2 separate regions of the Anser cygnoides genome follow, and region 2 is linked to region 1. A link is a contact called in public Hi-C data. All regions are on one chromosome and are shown on one strand. The core of a region is the stretch at or near the end of the contact, and the rest is flanking DNA. Distances in the headings are between cores, read along the strand shown.

What was found. Hi-C and Micro-C count contacts between places; a contact is called where the count stands out from the background.
Region 2: a Hi-C map of liver shows a contact between it and region 1, with 2.3 times the contacts expected there. The contact joins the promoter of MPRIP here to the promoter of PEMT in region 1. A contact is called at or near these places in 2 of 7 Hi-C or Micro-C datasets (both in liver).

The regions. Positions count from the first base shown.
Region 1 is chr15:3,222,618-3,229,303 of Taihu_goose_T2T_genome, reverse strand. PEMT (phosphatidylethanolamine N-methyltransferase) reads right to left here and starts at 3,492. Exons shown (of 8, transcript XM_066977696.1): 1 at 3,382-3,492; 2 at 469-576. The coding sequence starts at 561. LOC125182461 (a long non-coding RNA gene) reads left to right here and starts at 3,519. Exons shown (of 2, transcript XR_007162312.2): 1 at 3,519-4,244; 2 at 4,413-5,222.
Region 2 is chr15:3,415,425-3,422,348 of Taihu_goose_T2T_genome, reverse strand. MPRIP (myosin phosphatase Rho interacting protein) reads left to right here and starts at 5,129. Exons shown (of 24, transcript XM_066977802.1): 1 at 5,129-5,359. The coding sequence starts at 5,240.

The DNA of each region.
Region 1 (6,686 bases), core at 2,243-4,742:
CCAGTGCATCCCCCAGGGTAGGGGGTGACCAGTGCCCGGCTGCTGGGGCAGGAGGTGCAGCAGGAGGTGGCTAAAGGATGGGTTTGCCTGCTCTGCCCCCTCTCCTGAGCTCGGTTCCTAATCCCTTCTGCATCCTGCGCTGGCTCCTACCTTCCTGTCCTCTGCCACATTGGTCACAACCCCAGGAGACAGCACAGCTCCCTGCTCGCCCCCTTCTAGTGCCTGCTACCTGGGCACAGCTCTCCCCACCCAGCCCGGCAGACTTCCCCAGAGGTGGTTTCTCCTCTGGCCTCCTGTTCCCAGAGCAATAAACACCACCACCAGTGGGGAGGATTACAGGGCTCCTGCAGGAGAGATGATTTAGAGGTAAGGGGCTGCTCAGCGCAGCCCAAAGGGGATCCACCCCCATGTCAGCCAGCAAAGGAGAGCTCAAAACAACTGTGTGGCGGGTGCGCAAGCGGCTCTTACCACGTTCCAGAAGAAAGGGTTGAAGGCGATGGAGAGGATGGCTGCAATGAAGCCGGAGTCGGTCATGTCCACGTAGCCGAAGAGCTGCGCCATGGCTGTAACATCCACCTGGGGGGAAGGAGGCAGTTACTGGGGGCGCGGGTGCCTGCGGGGGCACCGAGCGTCATACCCAAAGGGGGTGTCTTCGTCCCAAACCAAGCGCCCTGCAGGAGCGGGTGATTCTTTCAATGTCCCCAATTAATGCATCGTTAAATCTTGCTACGCCAGGGCGCAAAGCCAAAAAAAAGGGGTGGGGGCTCCCCCAAACTGGCTCCCCCCATGCCTCAGGGAGCCCTGTGTCTGCAGCAGTGCCCAGAAGGACCCGGGCGCTGTGAGGATGAGCACCAGCACTACAGGGCAGCAGGGAAACCCTACGTGCTTCTGAGCCGCAGGGAAGGGGGCACCGCTTTATGGCCCCCCCGGGGCCAGAGGGCTGTCCCTGGGGCTCTGCTCTGCACGGACACCCCGAACCCCGCACCGTGCAGCCTCCAACTCGCCTTCCATTGCACAAGACCGATGCCAACCCGCTGCACAGTGTGCACGGATGCATTTGCATCACTAACAGCTGCAAAAGACTTTCCTGTCTTATGTAACAACAACAAAAGAAAACCCTTAAAGCTTGCTGGTTTTCCTCCTTTTTTCCTTTCTGTTTTTCCCCCTATTTCCTTTTAAGAGACATTTTTTTCCCAGGACAGCTCCCTGTCAGCGTTTTTACGTGCAGTAAGCCATGCTGCTTCCCCATCCCTCCCCCTCTCCTTGCAGTGGTATGTGGATGAAAAACAGCCAGCGCCTATTTTTTTATTATTTTTTTTTGCCAAAAACTTTGAAAACAAAAGACAAAATAGCCCGGCCCGAGCCTTTCCCTCACTTGAATCAAAATCAAGACAACATTGAGACGTGGAAGGATTTTGCTTCCCAAACACAGCTGTGTTTGCGAGTCCTTCGATGCTAAGGGACGGGAAGGGCTGGAAAAGGCAGCGGCTTGACCTCTCCTGTCCAGAAGAGAAGCTCCTGCGGGCTCCTTCCAAGGAACCGGAGCAGTGACAGCAGTCACGGAGAGGGGCTGCTCAGCCTGCTGTCCCCTGACGGCCGAACGACCGCCCAGAGGACGAAGTGCAAGGGCAAAGGTTGAATCGCTACGGGCAGGCGGGGGGATCCTCGCACGGGTTTGCCCCCAGCCCTTAGACCACCACCGAGCGCCCCGGGGGAGAGCATCAAACGAAGGGGAGAGCCCCCAGGGCCTCTCCTCACCCTGTCCCCATTCCTCCTGTCACCCCCACGCAGCCCTTCGCCACCAGACCTCGTCCCTTCAAGCCGAGCGCTGCCAAGCCGTAACCTGGGCACCGAGAGGGCTGCCAGCACCGGGGCCGAACTGTCCGGTCCTGCTTCAATGGCCAACCCACGGGACCAGGACAGCTTCTTTCCTCTTGTTTCGTACAGCGCTGAGCACACCGCCAGCACGGGCTGAACAAAAGCTCCTTGACCTACTAACTCCTGGCTGGCAACATCGTTAACATCGCGCTCACCTTCTTTTCTCTCCTCCTGAACGACCAAATTCGCGGCTGCCAGAGGGAAGCAGATTGGCCTGTGCCTGGCGTGTGCTTTTCGGGATAAAAGGGGAGCCCATTAGGATGAGCCGTCTCTGCAAGCTGCTGAGACAACCACGTAACGAGCACAGAACATTCAACTTTGCCCCCCTCCTCCCTGACAGGTGATAAACAACCGCATCTCGGAGGAGCTCCTGGTGGCAAACGCTGCTTGCTCGGATGCTGCTCGGCCCCAAAATTCGGGCGGATGAGAGCTGCACGGCTCACCCAGGTCTGGTGGTGGCAGCAGGAGGGGTTTGCCCCTCTAGGCGCTGTAAGGATGCGGCCCTCGCCACGCAGCTGGGGCACGAAATCGCGTCTTGAGTGGCAATTAGGGCCGGGAAGGGCCACGGGAAGCACCTCAAGCACCGTGCGTGCACGGCGCCGAGCATCCCTGCAGATTTCCAACAATCCGCTCCACCCGCAGCCCCAGCCTGGGGCTTTAGCACCCGCACAAACATCCCCGCTCGGAGGTGGCACAGGGCAGCGACACAGGGCAGCGATGCGATCCCGGGGCAACCTTCGCCCTCGCGTTCCTCGCACGCCGGGCACCGCGCGGGGCCAGCGCGTCGGCAGCGCCGGCGCAACGGCGGCGTGGCAGCGAGGACGCGGGGCACCCGGTCACGGTGACCTCGCCGCCAGCCGCCGCCTTCCCACCCCCGCTGAGGCCAGCAGGACCCCAAACCCTCCAGCACCGAGCCTCGTACGAACGCCCCGACACCCAGAGCGGGCACGGCCACGTCCCACCCCCCCCCCCCAACCCCAACCTTGGCACGGCCAAAACCCCCCGAACCCCACAGCGGGGGCAGCGGGCCGGGAAGGGCGGGGGGCGCAGCGGGTAGCATCCCCCTCAGGGACCCCCGCAGCCCCTCTGCAACCCCCGTCCGGCCCTCGTCCCGGTACCTGCCCGTAGTCCAGGCCGCCCAGCCCGCTGCAGCAATCCCTCGGCCACCACCGCGGCCCCGCTCCCCGCCGGCCGCCCGCGGGGCCCCGCTCGTCGCCGGAGCCAGGCCGCAGGGCCATGGCCGCATGGGGGGCTGGGGAGGGGGGGGGGGGAGGCCGCGGGTCTTTCCCCCCCCTTTCCCCTTCCCCACCGCCACCACCACCCCCGGCAGCAGCACGCCGAGCACACGCGGCGGCGGTGCCGGGAAGTGTAGTCCGCCCTCGGCAGCCACCGGCAGGACTACAGGGCCCAGAGGACGCCGCGGACGGGCAGGGAGGGAGAGGCCTCCGGAGCCGGGGCATGGCCGCCGGGTCTCCCCCCCCTAAACCCTTGGGGAGCACCCACCGAGCTCGCCGCCTCCGTCGCGGGGCTCCCGGCGTGTTGTCCGGCTGCCGAGGGGGGGGGGGGGGGGAGGCCGGAGCTGGAGGCTGCTGGACTTCGCCCCGGTGTGAAGCAAGCGAGGGGAAGAAGAAAGGGGGGGGGAGAACGGGGGGGGTGTGTGGGGGGGGATGGAGGAGAGCGGCACCGCCTGCAGCCCCCCTCCCCGGGGTGAGGGGGGGGCGGTGGGTTTGGCCCCCGTGGGTTTCAGGGGGCTGCAGCGCCGGTGGAGGACGGGGATGGGGTCGGTGGTGAGGCACGGAGGGGGTTGGGGAGGGGAGTGGGGGGCTCTGAGGCCCCCGGGGCGTCAGGGAGCGGCGGGGGGGGGGCTGCGGTGGGGCCCCACGGGGCCCTCACGGCCCTTCGGGGCCAAACGTACGGAGAGGGCACAGGCAAAGCGTGGGGCTTGGAAAAGAGTGCGGGGCTTGTGGTGTGTTCCACAACGGGTCGGTGTTTGGGGCCAGAAACACCTCCGGTGGGTCTCTGGTACAGAAATTGCTGCTGGAGTCGCTGCGTGCCCGCTATTGCTCGTCCCAGGGCAAAATTTCAACCCGCCAGGTCTGGGTGTATTTTACGGGTGATTCACTGTGCCCTGTTCCCTTCAGCAGGCGGTACTATTTGTAATGATTGCGATTATTGTTACTGGCCTCGTCTCTTTTCTGCTCTCCTCTCCGAGATGTTTCGGGTTGGTGCGGCCGGTGGGAATCGGTCCCGTGTGGGGGAGTTCAGGTGGGATCGTCCCTGCGGGCCTCAGAGGATCTCTGCGTGGACCTTCCAGTTTGACAGACCTTCATTTGAGAAGAAATACATTTGTTTCAAAAAGGAGTTAGGTAGGAAGGGGGTGTTACGAGTGGGCTGCAAGTGTCCCTCCCAGAGATCTCTCAGAAGCGGTGGTGGGGAAGGGGATGGGACGTGCACGTGTGCCTGGACAGGCACCGAAAACATGCACGAGTGATGGCTCACGTGCAGCCCTCGCTGGCAAAACACCACCCTTCCAGGTTGTGCTTGAAAGATGCTGGGAAGCCCAGTGACGACTCGGCTCAGTGGGAAACCAGGTTTCTTTAACTCTGCTCATCCGAATCTGTCTCCGCATCCCCATTTCCCTGGCTGCAGGATCAGCTCCTGCACTCCGGGTGCTTGCACGAGGCTGGATCCCATCCCGTCCGGGCCCTGCGAACGCAGTCACAGTACAAACTGCAGCGCCGGCTGCTTTGGGGTGAGGTGCACGCGAAAGCACCGTGGGTGGGAGCAGCGTTCCCCGAACGGATTATCTCCAGCTGCTTCCGGCCTCTTCTCCCTCGCGCTGGATAATTTTGCTGCGTTGAGTGTGTAATTATCGCCTCTGCCATCTCCCAGGCTGGAGCGCAGAGGATGTTTATTTTGCAAGTCCTGCCAGCTGGGTCCTTGGGGCAGAGGGGAGGGTGAAGGGGACGCGGTGGGGAGAGCAATGACGGCAGCGTTCAGAAAGGAGGAAATGTCTCCCCGGGGAGGGGGTTAGCAGGGAGGAAAGTTCTCCAAACGGGCCTCTGTGCTGCGAGGGGAGGATGTCCCTGTGCTGTCAGCGTGGCTAGCTGGGAGAGGACAAGGACACCGCGGCGGGCTGGGAGGATAATAAAGCTTTTGGGGGGAAACACAGGGCAAGAGCTGAAATCCCTGGGAAGGAGCTGAGACTCCACATTCAGGAGAGGAAATGGGGGAGGAAAAGGTAAAACCGTGGGCAAGGAGCTGAGAAAAAAGAGCTGGACCTGAAACGAAGAGGAGCTGAGTAATAAAGCTTCTGAGGGGGAAACACGGGGCAGGAGCTGAAATCACTGACTCTGAGTTTCTTTTCAAATTGTTGGGGAAAAACATGGGGCAGGAACTGAAATCACTGGGTAGGAGCTAAAAATCGTCATTCACGGGGGGAGAGCTGGGTTGTCACAAACGTACCCATCCTGTCACCCCACACTGGGGGGCACCCTGCACTTCAGGGGAGAGGGGCTGCATTTGGGGCAGGGGAACAGCAGGGCCCCCACGCTGCTCCCACTGCCGAATCCCCCGTTGAGGGGATGTTTTCCCCCGTAAGAAGGAAGGGGGTGTTTGCAACAGCAGGGCCCCTCCACGCACCGGCCTCCGTCCTGCCTCTCGGAAATATCCTGGCAGCTGCGCAGGAGACAAAGAGGGCTTTTTGCAGGGCTGGATCTTTCTTTGTGTCCCCATCCCTCCCCTTCTCCCCGTGGTGTGCCTTTTATCCAGCGCTCTGTTCCCGAGCGCTGAGCTAAGGAAGAGGGCACTGCCCTCTGCGTTCCCAAGTCCCTTCTCAGCTGGAACCCTCCCAGCGGCCTTTTAAATCCCATCACAGCCCCGAGGGGTCACCCTCGATGAATGTGGACTTGCAGAATGCCTGCGTGGGCAGAGAGCACTTCAACAAAGTCATCAGGGAGAGGAGCTGCCCTGCTGGAGGGAGGACCGACGGTGCACGGGGTTTGTGCAGCCGCCGTGGCTTCTGCAGGCTGCTGCTGCAGCTGCACCGAGGGGCTCTGTGCCTTTGCCACGCTGACTGCCTGCAGGGCAGCAACGTGTGTGTGCAGCAGTCCGGTGAAGGATGCTGGCTGTCAGGTTTAGCGGGGTGCCGTGGCTCAGCGAGCTGCAGTTTGGCTCAGGAGCATTTCCGAGTCCCCGAGCGCAAGGAGGCGGTGGGGCTCCCAGGGCAGGGAGTGCCTTCAGGTGGCTTTCCTTTGGAAATGGGGCGCTGGGAAACACCAGCCAAGAGCACAGGGTAACTTCGACTCCTTAGAAGCCCAAGATGAAGTTTCCAGGCCAAACGATTGATTTTCACACTGAGAAAAAGGAAGAAAAAAAGGCGCCCACAGCTTTCACGCTCCCAGGTGACTTGCTGCCCCCCCTTGAGAAGCAGGACAAGCCCGCGAGCTCCTCTGCTTGCCCTGCAGCTCTTACAGTCCCCTTCTTTCCCATCTCTCCAGCCAAATGAACCAGAATCGATGTTCATCCCTAGCGAGCTTTGGCCACTAGTGTGGTCACCAGGAAGAGCTGCTTCTGCTGGCAACAGGGGCTCGTCCTGCCCGACCCCACAACCCGCCTGGTGCCACCCAGCCATGTCCCTCGTTGACAGAGGTCCCATGGGAGCAGCGTGGCTCTGGGGCCTCTTTCCCCAATACTTTGTGTCCCTTCCCCGAGGGCTGTGTCATGGCCCACAGGTTCAAACCTTCCGCGAAATGAAGCTGACCCCTACGGGCTTAACCCTTGCAAATCTGCGAGGGTTTTGGACCGAC
Region 2 (6,924 bases), core at 3,880-6,379, 190 kb before region 1:
CGGGGCTGCGTGCCGTGGTACAACGTGTGGGAAGCAGATAGGGGCTATGAGTCAAAGAACAACCTTCGGACGGAGCAGCTGCTGGGATAAACGCAGGATTTTTCACCCCGTCACCACCTCCGACATCGCCCCTGCTCCGGATCGGGCACGGCGGTCGCGCCAGGCCGCGGCGGGCTGGGCACTGCGGGCTGTCCCGCTGCCAAACTGCTCCACCAAGGCACGACCTCCACAGAGACCACCCTGGGGCTGGGTTTTGTCAGGCCGAGGGTTTTTTGTTTTTTTTTTTCTCTTGGGACCCTTGCAGGACCAGGCTTGCAGGCTGCCGAAGGAGCCGCGCTGTTAATTTTTAGCGCTACGAAACCCTGGGGAAATTCCAGCGGGCTGGAGGGCGGCCAGTGGGAGTCTAAACGTGTAAAAGGGATAAAAGGGCTGACCCTGGGAATTACAGACCAGGTAGGCTGATGGCAGTCCCTGGGCAAATTATGGGCTGGGTAATTGGGGATCCTGTCAGCCAAAAATTAGAAGCTAAAAATATAATTAAGGTCGTTAGCTCGGTTTCATGGATGGCAGCTCCTGTCAAGTGAGTCGGCTCTGCTTTTTGGCATCACTCTGGGCTGGCTGATAAAGCTAATTGCGTTGCTGCGTTATAATGGGTTTCTCCCAAGTATTTAATTTACAGCCAGGCGACGTTTCCATTCGTAAAACCTGCATTATGTGGAGTCACCGGAGCAGACACCCGACGGCTGCGGCGGCGAGGGGCTGGCGACGGAGGCGGCTTGGGGGCACCCAGCTTTGTGCCATGCTGGGGCTGATGGGGGGCAGGAGGGTGGGGGGGACGTGGGGGGACCTCACGGGGTGATCCCGGCCAAACAAGGCTGGGGGGAGGCACACGTGGGAACAAAAGAGCCAGATTTCCCCCCCCCCCAAAGCACAGCGAGGTCTAATGGCAGGAAGCAGCCATGGGACCCGGTCGCTGATAGCCCGGCTGGGAGCGCAATTAACATTTGGCCCAATTTTAGCAGGGTATGAACTCGCAGGCATGGGAGGCTCTGGATGAGAAGAAATCTCTGCTTGGTGGGACACGATTTAAGGCAGCTTCTGGGGCTAGCTCAGGCCCGTGTGCGTGTGTACATGTGTGTGCACCCAGTGAAGCAGAGCGCTGCCCCAGACCCCCTGCGGGGTCTTTCCCAGCTGCTCTCTCCTCTCTGGCCTGCAACGGCTGCAGCTGAGCACGGCGTTTCTTCCAGAGGGTAATTTGGGTCTTTTTTGGGCAAGGAGATGGCACCGGGGCAGCCAAGGGGCTCTCCTCCCTCCATCAGGCTGTTTGTCCCCCGCCCCGGATTTCTAACCTGCAGGTTCCCCCTCGCCATCAGAAGCATGGGGGCACCCGAGCCCCTGGCTGCATCCAGCCCCCGTGGCTGGGCAGGAGAAGGAGAACCCCATGCCCTGTTTGGCACCGGGCAGGAGAAGGGGAACCCTCGCAGGCGCCAGCCGGTCGCAGCCTGGATCCGGCAGGGATCCCAGGGCTTTAAACACCGAATCCTCCCCTCTCCCCTGGGCATCCGTCCGTCTGGCTCCAGCGTAATGACGGCGAGGTGGAGGCGCAGGGAGACGAAATGACTCGCCCGAGGTCACGCGAGGAGCGATGGCCACGCGGGAGGAGCACCCAGGCGTCCTGCTCCTGCCCCGGCAGCGCCCGCCCCCGCAGGAAGAAACGTCCCATAGCAGTTTTCCTACAAAACGGGGTGGCTCCTGGGGTCCCACGCTGTGGCACGGCCACAAGTCCCACGTCCCCACCCTGGTGACGGGTGGAGGTGGCCGCTCCTGGTGGGACCGCCATGCCGCGATGGGGAGGGGTGCTGCTCTGTGGCAGGGTTTTTGGTGCCGCTGAGCATTTTTGTGGGGCAGGAGGGGTCGGTGGTGCCCTTCCCAAGCCGGGGCCGGTGCAGCCAGCCCCGGTGACTAACACCTCCTGGTTTTCAGCTTGTTTACCTGGCGCTGGGGCTTCGCTTGGGATCGCTGACTCACCGCAGCACCTTCCCCTTCTGCCACCGCAGCTCCCTGACGAATACTTTCCATTTTCCCACTACTTTAATTGCCCTACTTGGAGAAAACTGCTCCGGACTGGCTCTGGGCTGCTACGCACAGCTGCCCCAGCCGGGCATCCCCGCAGCGGGGGCGTTGGGGATGGGATGGGGGGGGCTGCCCATCACAGCGGCACACAAGGGAGCATTTCATGCCTCGGCCATGCCGGGGCCTGCCGGCATGGGGGCACGTGCGGGGAGTCGAGTTTTTGGTGGCCCCGCTCGCTGCACCCATCCACAGCAGCAGGCGGGCGGCCGGCGGCGCACGGACGCTGGCTCCTGCATGGCTGAATGCGGCCCGACAGGTTTACGGAGAGGCCCGTCCCGTTGGGCTGGATTTTTGGGAAGGCTGAAGCCAGCCCCGGCACCAGCCGCTTCCCCGCGAGTGCTGCCGGCCCTGGCGCCAGGTCACGGCCCCGAGCCGTGGCGCAGCTCGGGGGGACGCTGGCACCGCGCTCCTCCGTGTCGTGGCTCTGCTCGGCGTGTGGTGGCAGTGCCCTGCGGTGCCTGGGGAAGGGACGCACGGCCCACGGAGTCCCCTGAGCATCAGCTGGGGATGCGGAGGTCCCCCTGTGCTCCTCTCCCCTGGCCCCATAGCCGAAGCCCCTCCGGGGAGCATCGCCCTGCCCGTGCCGGCTGTGCTGGGGGTGTGCGGGGCGCGGGGCGTGCCAGGTCCCAGCAACGTGCTGCTGGCCGGGGATGTGCTGGGGAATAACCCAGCAACATCAGGGGACGGGGGGAGCAGGGAAAGGTGGGATCGGGGGCAGGAAAATTGCTGCTTGGGGAAACCGATAGCCAAAGAGAGGTGTTCTGTGGTCGTGCTGAATGCTGGCCCCACGGTGATGGCACCAGGGACTGCAAATCCCCAAGGAGAAAATCCCTCCCTGCCTGGAGAAGGGCCGCGTCGCTTTTAGGGCATTAGGGTCAAGAGAAAGGTGAGATATCCACCCAAAAGCAGCAAGGCACAGGGCTGGGAGCTGGGAGCACCACACGGCTGGGGGCACCCGGGTGGGCGATATGGGGCTGGGGGGGGGGGGGGGGGCGCGCGGCGGTGCCACCGCTCCCCGTGGGTATCCCCACACCTTCCCCGTCCCGTCCCCACCGCGGCACGTCGCACCGTGTGTGCTACGAGTGGCAGGAGGGAGAGGGATGATTAAAGCGGCCTTTGATGAAGGAAAAATTAATAAACAAGCTCGCAGCCGTGCCGGGCTCTATTTACTGGCGGGTGCCGGCGCGGCGAGGCCGCCGAGGCCGGGTGCCACATCAAACGGCGGGGCAGCGCCTGGCCGAGGGGACCGCGGCCTCTCCTCCGACGGGTTTTTCCTGGTCCCCACGAGGCCGGGAAGGTCGGCGGGGCCGCTCCTAATAGCAGGGCCCCGTCCGGTGCCGGCGGGGGCCGCGGGGGCCGCTACGTGCCGTCCCGAGGGACACACGGGTCGGGGCGCGGTGTGGAGGTGCCGCTTGGCACGCTCGCCCCGACGCCTTGTGGGGTTGGCGTTCCCAAATCTCCATTCCTGATGGTGTCCCCCGCCCCAGCACACCCGGTGTCCCCAACTGTCCCTGCTGTCCCCTGGGGTCAGCGCTGGCACCCAACCATGGCACCCGTGGGTCCCTCGCCCCCCCCCATGGCAGGCCGGGCTCCTTATCGCCCTGCCGGCTGTGTTTACCCGCCGATAACAGCGGGCTGGGCAAACAGGAGCTCCCCAAGGGCCCCAGGGCGGTGGCACGGGGCAGGGGGGGCACCCTTGTCCCTATTTGTCCCCCCCCCCCGTGGTCCCCGGGGGGGGGGAAGGGGCAGGTGGGTGGTGACCCCTCTATGTGCCCACCTGGACGGGGTCGGGGTTACCACAGCGGGGCTTTTGCTGTGTGTGGGGGGGGGGGGGTGGCACCCGGGGGCTGGGGTGCCTTGCTGGGATGTGCCCCCCCCCCCCAATTTTTGGGGGGCAGCCCCTTGCTCCTTGCATTCCATGGCTGGGGGGGGGGTGGTCCGGGCTGTGCATGGGGCTGTACGTGGGGGGGGGGTTCCCCAATGCATGGCATGGTGCTGGGGGGGGGCTGTGCAATGGGGGGGGGGGGGTCTTGTGCATGGTGGGGGGGGTCGTGTATGTTATGGGGGGGGGTCGTGTATGGTATGGGGTGGTCGTGCATGGTATGGGGTGGTCCTGCATGGTATTAGGGGGGGTCGTGCATGGTATGGGGGGGCTTTTGCATGGTATGGGGGGGTCGTGTATAGTACGGGGGGGTCGTGCATGGTATTGGGGGGTCATGCACGGTGTGGGGGGGGCTCGGTGCACGACGGGGGGGCCTGTGCAAGGTGGGGGGGCTTTGCACGGTGCAGGGGGGGCGTGCACACAGCGTGGGGGCCATGCACAGTGTGGGGGGGCCATGCACGGAGCGGGGGGGGGCCAGCACAGCGCAGCCCCCCCTCCCTCCGCCCCCCCCCCCCCCCGCGTGGCCCCGCCCCCGGCTGCCAGCACCGCCCGCCGCGCGCCCTCCCTTCTCCTTGCAGCCCATTGGCCGGAGCGCCCTATTGTTAGCAGCCTCCTCCCGCCGCCATTGGCGACAGCGCACGTCCATCTTCACCCAGGCCCCGCCCCTCCCTGCCGGACGCTTCGCAGCCCGCGCAGCCGGCGGCGCCTCCCGGCCCCGCCCCCCGCCCCTCTAGGCCCCGCCCCCCGCCCCTCTAGGCCCCGCCCACCGCCCCTCTAGGCCCCGCCCCCCGCCCCTCCAGGCCCCGCCCCCCCAAGCCCCGCCCCGCGGGCGGGGGCTCCGCGGCCCTGCGCGCTCCCGCTGCGCGCTCCCGGCCCGCGCTGCTGCGCGCTGCCCGCCGAGGGGGCGGCCGCTGCGCCTCGGTCGCGTTTTGCAATTCATTTTTTTTTTTGCAATATTTTTTTTTTTTTGCATTTTTTTTTTTTGCAATTTCCCTTTTTTGGGGTAATTTCGAATTTTGGGGTTTTGTCGTTTTTTTGGTTTTGCTTTTTTTTTTTTTTTTTTTGAGACCCCCCCCCCCCCCTCCCCCCCCCCCAATTCCCTTTGCTTCCCCCCCCCCCCCCCCCCGCACCCCTTCCCTTGGCCATGGGCGCGGTGGTGCTGGTGGCAGGGGGGCGCCCGGCGGGGCGCTGAGCGGGGGGCGCAGCGGGCGCGGGGCGCGCGCCATGGCCGCCAAGGACAACCCGTGCAGGAAGTTCCAGGCCAACATCTTCAACAAGAGCAAGTGCCAGAACTGCTTCAAGCCCCGCGAGTCCCACCTGCTCAACGACGAGGACCTCAACCAGGTGGGGGCTGACCCCAAAACCCACGCTTTTCACCCCAAAAGCTGCCCCCTGTTGCTCGGCGCCCAACCTCCCCGCTTGCCCCTGTGGCTCGGACCCCGCGCTGGGTCCCCCTGGGTTGTGGGGACACCCGTGGGTGCTCTCTGGGTGGTGGGGAGTCCCATGGGTACCCCCTGGGTGGTGGGGACACCCATGGGTGCCCCCAGGCTCCTGGGGGTTCTGTAGGGTCCCGTCGGTGCTTCCCGGCCCCATGGGTGCTCTGGGTTTCTGCTGGCCCCACTGTTAGCAGAGGGATCTCCGGGGGTCTCACGGGGTGCCCGCTGGCCCCATGGATAGCGCGGGGTCCCATGGGTGCTGCCGCTCCTGTTGGTGGCGGGTTGTTACGGGTCCCGTGGGACGCCTGCTGACCCCATGGGGTCCCACGGGTATCCCAGGGGCCCACAGATCCCTAGTCCCATAGGGTGTCCGGGGGTCCCATAGGGTGCCTGCAGGCCCTGTGCATACCTGGGTGTCCCACGGGGCACCCAGCACCCCAGGGGCGCCCGCTGGTCCCCCTGGCCCACCCCGGTGCCCCGCTCCCTTTGGGGTCATGGGCACTTGGGGCGACCCCAGCCCCTGTTGGGGTGCGGGACGGGTGGCAGCAGGTAGGGGAGGGTCCTGTGGGTGCTATGGGGAGGTGCCGAAAGTCCCAGGGGGGGGGAAAAAAAAACAAACAAAACTAATCCAGAACCAAACCTGCCCCCCCCGGGTGCTGTGGGCACGGCCCCCCCTACCCTACAGCACCCCACATTTCCTGGGGAGGGGAGCGGAAGGTGATCGCCGCCTGTTCCTGGGCAGGCTGGGGCGGGAATGGGCCTTCCTCCTCCTTCCCCTCCTCTTCCTCCTGCCAGGCCTCACGCAGCCCCCCCGTGACACTCCCCACCCAGCACCCGACACCACAGGGATTTGGGGTGCGGGGGGGGGGGGGGGAGGCACGACACCGCGTTCCCCCTTTCCCCACGGCACCTTTCCGCGCCGGGGTGGGGGCAGCCATCGCCGCCGCCGATCCTATTATGGCAATGAGATCAGACATATTGCTTGGGGGGGGGGGGGGGGGGTGAGCGGGACATAATGAAATCTGAGGGCTAATATGGAAAAAATGTAACTGGAAAAAATGCCGTGGTGTGTGCGGGAAGGGGCGGGCGGGGAGCGTCGCGCCCGTGCCCAGACAAAGGAGCCGGCCCGGAGGGTGCTGGGGCTGAGCCCCCCCCCCAACAGGGTCCGGCCGACCCCCTGGTGCTGCCCCGTGTGGGGTTTCGCCGCCTCCTGGGTGCAATAATATTATATTATTATTTTTTTTTGGGGGGGGGGGGGTCAAAGCGTTGCACGCTGCCCCCCCGTAGCGCCTGCTGCGTAGGGCCCGATGGCTTCCCTAGGGACTGGCGGCCTGAGGCGGCTCGAGGAAGCCCCTCGGTGGCTTTGTTCCCCTGGGGGCCGCGGTGAGGGCCGGCCCCCCAGGCAGCCCCCGCAGGGACGGACGGGGTCACCCCAAACCCCGCGGGGCCCGGGGCCCTGCTTGGGGTGGGGGG